Linked DNA regions of Gossypium hirsutum: region 1 is linked to region 2. The links are chromatin contacts, called in public Hi-C maps. All regions are on one chromosome and are shown on one strand. The core of a region is the stretch at or near the end of the contact, and the rest is flanking DNA. Distances in the headings are between cores, read along the strand shown.

Evidence for each region. A called contact is a pair of places that touch in the nucleus more often than the background predicts.
Region 1: a contact with region 2 is called in a Hi-C map of leaf, with 5 times the contacts expected there. The contact joins the promoter of LOC121229605 here to the promoter of LOC107960357 in region 2. A contact is called at or near these places in 4 of 34 Hi-C or Micro-C datasets (all in leaf).

The regions. Positions count from the first base shown.
Region 1 is chrA05:102,036,514-102,039,806 of Gossypium_hirsutum_v2.1, forward strand. LOC121229605 reads right to left here and starts at 1,818. Exons shown (of 2, transcript XM_041114302.1): 1 at 508-1,818; 2 at 1-180. The coding sequence starts at 762. LOC107949175 (polypyrimidine tract-binding protein homolog 1) reads right to left here. Exons shown (of 10, transcript XM_016883900.2): 9 at 2,678-2,790; 10 at 1,832-2,361. The coding sequence ends at 1,945.
Region 2 is chrA05:101,905,633-101,908,919 of Gossypium_hirsutum_v2.1, forward strand. It overlaps LOC107960357 (probable calcium-binding protein CML46), which reads left to right and starts at 1,919. Exons shown (of 1, transcript XM_016896689.2): 1 at 1,919-2,797. The coding sequence starts at 2,207. The coding sequence ends at 2,743. LOC107960356 reads right to left here and starts at 540. Exons shown (of 1, transcript XM_016896688.2): 1 at 1-540. The coding sequence starts at 35.

The DNA of each region.
Region 1 (3,293 bases), core at 568-3,067, 130 kb after region 2:
CAGATGCTTAATAAATTCAATCTCACTTTTATAACCAAAGAAATGATGTACCCTAATTTCCTTCACATTATGCAGAAACTCTGTTGTTAGTTGTCCATCTTTTTTCAACTCAACAAAAGGAGGCTCCAAGGCAAAAGTTGGTCTACTCCCACCAGCTTCTTCCCAATACGAAGATCTAAACTGCAAATCCATCAAGAATCATAGTGCAAATAGAATGATGAGAAATTAGGAAACTGAGTAATTTCTCACATCTATTTCAATCCTCTCCAAAGAGGGGCAATAACCCAAAAAGGCAATTAGCGGTATGAACTCACACTCTTTTGCCAATGGACCAAACCAAGAAAAGACCTTAAGATTTTTGAAAATCTTCATCCATTTTTGTTTACCTAATGTTCTCTAGCAAGAAACTTTCCGTACCAAGAACAAAAAATGGATATGAGACTTCAATTAAACAATCAAAATCCATTTAAAACAAAGCAACAAATATTTACAGAGAAATAAATATACCTGAGAAAACCAAGAGTTCACACTGAGTTCCTTTACATGGACAAGATTTCTTAACCATGTTCTAATGGAAAATTCTTGCCCATATGGTCTATAACTCCATTGAAAAACGGTAGCTTCAACAATCGAAGGCAAAGAAGTGAAAGAAATCTTCATTAAATCTCCACAGAATTTAGAAGTTGACAAACTTGACACATCAATTTCTAGATTCAAATAATGGTCAACTATGCATCTATGTACTAGGTGCTTAAGCCTCATACTTTGACACCAAGAAACTTTAAAGTTACGTACTCTATGGCACCGGTCAATTGTGAAGCCTTCAAGAACAGGGAACTTAGAAACCAATGCCTTTAAAGTTTCATCGTCAATCGCATAATCAAAGAAGCAAAGGGTTTTGAGTGAAGCAAAAGGTAGATCACATGGTAGGTTTGGATTGAAAAGAAAACACTTCCAAGGAAACTTGTTCTAATGATCGGACATTATCATGGGAATAAAACATGTTAGGCAAAGTTCAAGCACTGCTGTGCATAAATGAGCTGAAACTGAAAGAATCTGAACCTGTCTTGAAATGGCAAACTCAATTCAGTGTTGAACATCAAGGTCATGCCGCAAGGGTCCAGTGGAAAACTGGAGGCTGAACTTAAGGAGTTTCGGAGCTTGGTGTTGGGCCCAAGTGTTGTGTATGAAAGTACATTCAGATGGAGTGGTGTGTTTGTAAGAACTATATGGAATGTGAATGACGGGGGTAAACGATCCATCTCTCGAATAAAATGCTGGTTTGAACTGAATGTTTGGTTGGCAACAAAGACAATTTTGTGGAGAATTGCATCTGGCAATGCACTCATCCAATCTAGTTCTTCTTCACACACGCTCATCAATACACAAAATGAGCTTTGACTTATGAAGTTTGCTGGAATTTTGAGATCTCAGGTGCCGCTATAATATGTTATACTTTAAATGGGAATTGGTGTTCGACTATTTTATAAATACTCTCAACGCATTACAACCACTTACTTTACCTACTCACTGTATATCAAAGTGTACCGTCCCACAATATATTTCCCTTTTCTTTCCTAAAATTCCCCATGTGAAGAGTTCATGAGAATTTATCTCTGGATTTTCAGACACAAATACTTGATGAAAAAGTGTCTGGATGATTGAAATTGCAAGCACCTTCATCATTTCTAAATCACAACTTCAATTTTAGCATGAAAGCATCTCTTGTACATTAATTTACCATTTCATTTTCAACGTTACCTCTTTTTTACATCAATGGCGGAGATGGTTTCCAAAACAAAACAAAAAAAACAACACACTTCCAATCCAATAAAAAAAATTTAATTTCAGTCATAACTTAAAGAGATTCAATTGGCGAATCTTTATATGAGGAATATAAGATAGACAAGGGATCATTTAATTTCATTATAGAATAGACACAGGTCATCGACTGTAATAAGGAGGCCGACCCAGCACCGCTGCGCCTCCTTGTCTAACATTAGCCCATGGCGGCTGCTGCTGCTGCTGCATGGGCATGGAAGATGCACCAGGTTGTGAAAGGGGTGATGAACCTGCAGGTCTTGCCGCATTAACGTATGTAGGGGCTGTCAACGATTGATATGTTTGACCAGGAACTGATCCATATGGCGGCCTAGCCTGAAAATTTGGATCCCAAGCAGGAACTTGTCCAGCAGGAGGTTGACCCTGTATTGCAGCTGAAGCCGAATAGTCAGTACCATGGTGCACCGGAACACCCTGAGGATTCTGCCAAGCATTTGGAGCAGCAGGCAATCCCGGAACTTGTGTTGCAAGCAAACTCGGGTCTGAGATTGTGTAATCTCTACTTTTATCACTGTATGCCTGCGGCAAAAGATGAACTCATCAGAATCATGTGACAACATTGCTATGACTCTTCATTTTTCTTTAAGTACCCATGTCACATTTTTGGATACGAATGTAGCGATCCTCCAGTGACCCTTTAAATATAGGGAAAAACTTATTAAAAAATTGAGCAGGTAACTGACGCTTATATCCAAATTCAAAAAACATAGTCAAGAAGCATACAATTTAAGGCCAAGATCCCCTTTTTTTCCCAATCAAGAACAGATTCCCTTTATCTTCTAATGAAGTCCTAAGTTATTTTTCCTACATTTACTCAAAAAGCACATATTTATACCTTTACATTGAGATCAGTATGACGAGAGTATGATAGATGAAGCTTACAATAGCCACCATCATATATGCAGTGTCCCTCTAAGGATTCTTTGGCAACTGCTGCGGTTGTAACATCTGGATATAATACATTCAACATCAGTAAAATCAATCAAAATACTCTCTAACGTAAAAACATGAATTACAAAAACAAGTAATTTGCAGGTCATTACATGTCTAATGGTCCCCAAGGCACATCCCATAGACTTGGACGCTCTCAAAGTTCAAATCTTTGAGATAAGGTGTGGAAAAAAGTATCCCACAATCATCAGAAAGAGAACAAATTTCAAATAAAACCGAACAAAGTGAAGCCAAGAGAATGGTATTATAGTTATTATATAATATAGACATCAATGCACTTTGCATGAAACTTTAAAAGAGAAGACATTAGATCTGATTTGCTTTTGCTTTTGCAAAGGTGCCGAAGATGCATTTTAACAAATTCTCTTCACAAAGAGTGATGAGGCACATAAACTGTCCAGTCTTTCATTAGTGCCTAGGTGCCTGCCTTAATAATGAAATAAAATTTTTAAAAAAAATACCATATGTAGGAAAGGTTCGTGAAGTAGGGAAAGAATGAC
Region 2 (3,287 bases), core at 669-3,168:
TTGCAGACGGAGATTGATCTATGGAAATATACCATTTCAAATCAAACCCTGAAATTTAACTTCAAAGAGAACCCAATAAATCAATTTTTTCCTTCAGCCCTAAACTCCAAATCCAGAACAAACCCTCCTAATAAAAACTAAAAAAACAAAGGGAAATAACTGAATTATTTCCACCTCAACAAGATCAGGTGCTTCAATTCGTATCCAAATGATTAAATCCTTTTAAAAAAGAACACCAAAAAGTTGGGAAATTTTCAATCCTAAATTTAGATTTGAGATTGAATTATTAAAGAGCAAGAGAAGAAGTGGAACTGAATTAAATTAAGAGAGGCCGGCTACGGGAAGAGAGAGAAAGGGGACAAAGGAAGTCTCTTTATCACAAAAATTTCCTCAGCGAATATACAATGGTATAGTTGTTTTACACGTTTAAAGAAAAAAAATAAAAAATGGAAACTTTTTCTGGGCTTGTGATTATTAGCCTGGGCTTCAACTTTGCTTCTTCTCCTTCTTCTTATTCTTCTTTTTAATTTGAAAAAGTTGTTTTCAATCATGTGTTGATTATGGCCGAAAAAAGAAAATAATGTGTTGATGATTTTGTGGGTCATTTTTTGGGCTTTGTTCCATCTCTTTTTTCTTTATTTATTTTTATTAAGATATTGTTTTTTATAACTATATTTTAATAGAAATATATTTTTTATTAAAAATTTAAAATGAAAACTTTTTTCTTGGATTTTTATTATTTTTATTAAAATACAATTTTAGTATTTCATAAATATTTTATTTTATAATATATTATTTAAAATAAATATGATTTTGAGTTATTTTTTATAATGATCTAATTTTATCTTGTTAAAAGAAAATATTGTTATTTGGTTTTGGCACTTAATGTAAAAAGAAGTTTTTGTGGATGTGATCGGTTCAAGTTATAGCTTTTAAGTATAATTCCTAACGTCTATGATTATGTATGATAAAGTTGAGATCATGTTTGAATTCATGCTTCATATGATTTTATTATTTTTATCTTTTATTGTAGTGTATGTGTGTTTTTCTTTTTCATTTGCCTTATTTTGATTATACCTATACCTTTTAAGACTTGGATGGGATTTTTTAAATATCTGAAGGAAAGGTTGAAAAAAAAAACTTAAACTCAGTTAAGATGTATGTAAATATACCACCATGAGATTTTCTTAATTAATATTTTTAATCGAGTCCTTGAAATAAAAAGTTGAATCAATCACAAGCTATGCACCACAGAAATTGTCAAATATAGTATCTTACTCAACACCTTCTTCTACATTTAAAAATAAATCCACAACGTCTCTGAAAAGATCTTACGTAATTTTTTTCTTCTTCTTTTTGATAGGGTATTATTCAAGATTTTTTTAAAAAAATTTACTTTTACAATCGCCACGACATTGACCCTTAATTGTCTCTAGAAAAACATAGCCCAGAAAACAGAATTAACCATGGAAAACGTAAGGATAAAAAATAAAGTATCATTTGCACTCTGAATTTGACAATTTTTTTATTTCAGTTTTTGAAGTAAATAGTTGAGCCAATCACAAATTATATGCACGACATAGAATCCAAATTTAAAGGATCGAATTAAGAAATTTGTCATTTTTAAAAAATCATGTAGAGAAAATAAGGATCAAATTCAAGGAATAAATAAAACAGCCGCCTATGAACATCCAAGAAACTTCATTGTCCTAACTAAAAAAAGTCAAATTCAGAAATTGCAGTTAAACAAGACAGAAGGCAGCAGGTTCTAAGAAACAAAGCAGCGAAATGGAAAGCACATAAAGACAAAACAAAGGTAGGCCAACCAAGCGAAGGTCCAAGTTGACCAACTATTTCTAGCTTCTCCCATTATGCAGGATATTGGAAATTTCCTCTCTTTTACCAACCCCATTGGTTTACACTTTCATGCTTGAATATCTGAAAAGAAAAAAGACCCATTCTTTTCTTAATTTATTTCATGGTGGAGAATGGTCATGGGTCTGAACCGTACACGCAATTCCCCTTTTCAAATCAAAACCGCCTCTGAAAACTTAGCAGGGTTTTCCATGCCTTTAAAATACCCCACCCAAGACCTCACAATTCAATCAATTTCTTTTCTTTTCTTTTCTCTTCAATATCATTCTTTCAACATAGAAAAATAAACCCATATTCTTTTACCAATTACACAGCCAATCTACTTGTTTCAATGGAAACATCATCTGCAAACTCAAACTCCAATATGATACTGTTGTTCCATGGTTTTTCATGTTATAACACCGTTAAAAGTTATGTCTCAAGATATTGGTCGTTTTCCCCACAATCCCAGACTTCAGATTGGGACCTGAAGAACCAGAAATCTGGGTTTCCAAGCAAGGAAGTTTTATCTGGTGGTGAGAGGTTATGCAGAAAAGAAGTGGAGATTTTGATGGGGAACCTGGGGATTTTTTGCAGCCAAGAAAGTGAAGAACAGTTGAATGAATCATACGGTTGTGAGGAGATTTCAAGGTTGTTTGAACAAGAGCCAAGCTTGGAAGAAGTGAAGCAAGCTTTTGATGTTTTTGATGTGAATAAAGATGGGTTTATTGATGCAGAGGAATTGCAGAGAGTTCTATGTGTTTTGGGGTTGAAACAAGGTTTAAAGCTGGAAAACTGCAACAACATGATCAAAACCTTTGATGAAGATGGTGATGGCAGAATAGATTTTCAGGAATTTGTAAAATTCATGGAGAACAGCTTTTGCTGAATCAGTTTCTTTGTTCTTTTTTTTTAATCATTAAATATTACATATTATTTTATATATAGTTGATTTTGCTTTCCTTTTTTGGGTGTAAATGTGATTAGAAACTGAGAAACTAATAAACCTGAAAACTGGGAAGAAGTTTAGCTGATACTTTCTAATAAAAAAAATAGCTTGCAGTTACAGACATCAACAATTTTTCAATCAAATCAATGGAAATTATTTATTCAATTAATGCTTCTAGAATCCTAACTTGTGAAAAGTATGATGAAACGATATATGAACATTAGAGGAAGCTGTAGACAAGCTAAAAATCTCTTCTTGAACCAAACCAACTGTTTAGGAGGGCAATAGTATATCTACGACCAAAGGATTCAGGGTTGAGTTCAAGCCTGTGGTAGGTTAATGATAAAGTCTCAAGAACATCTGCCTTCTGCAACAGATGCTTGTTAAATTCAGTCTCAATTTTATAGCCAAAGAAGTGATGTACCATAATTTTCTTCACATTATCCAGAATTCCAACTGTTGGTTGCCCATCTCCATTGTTTTC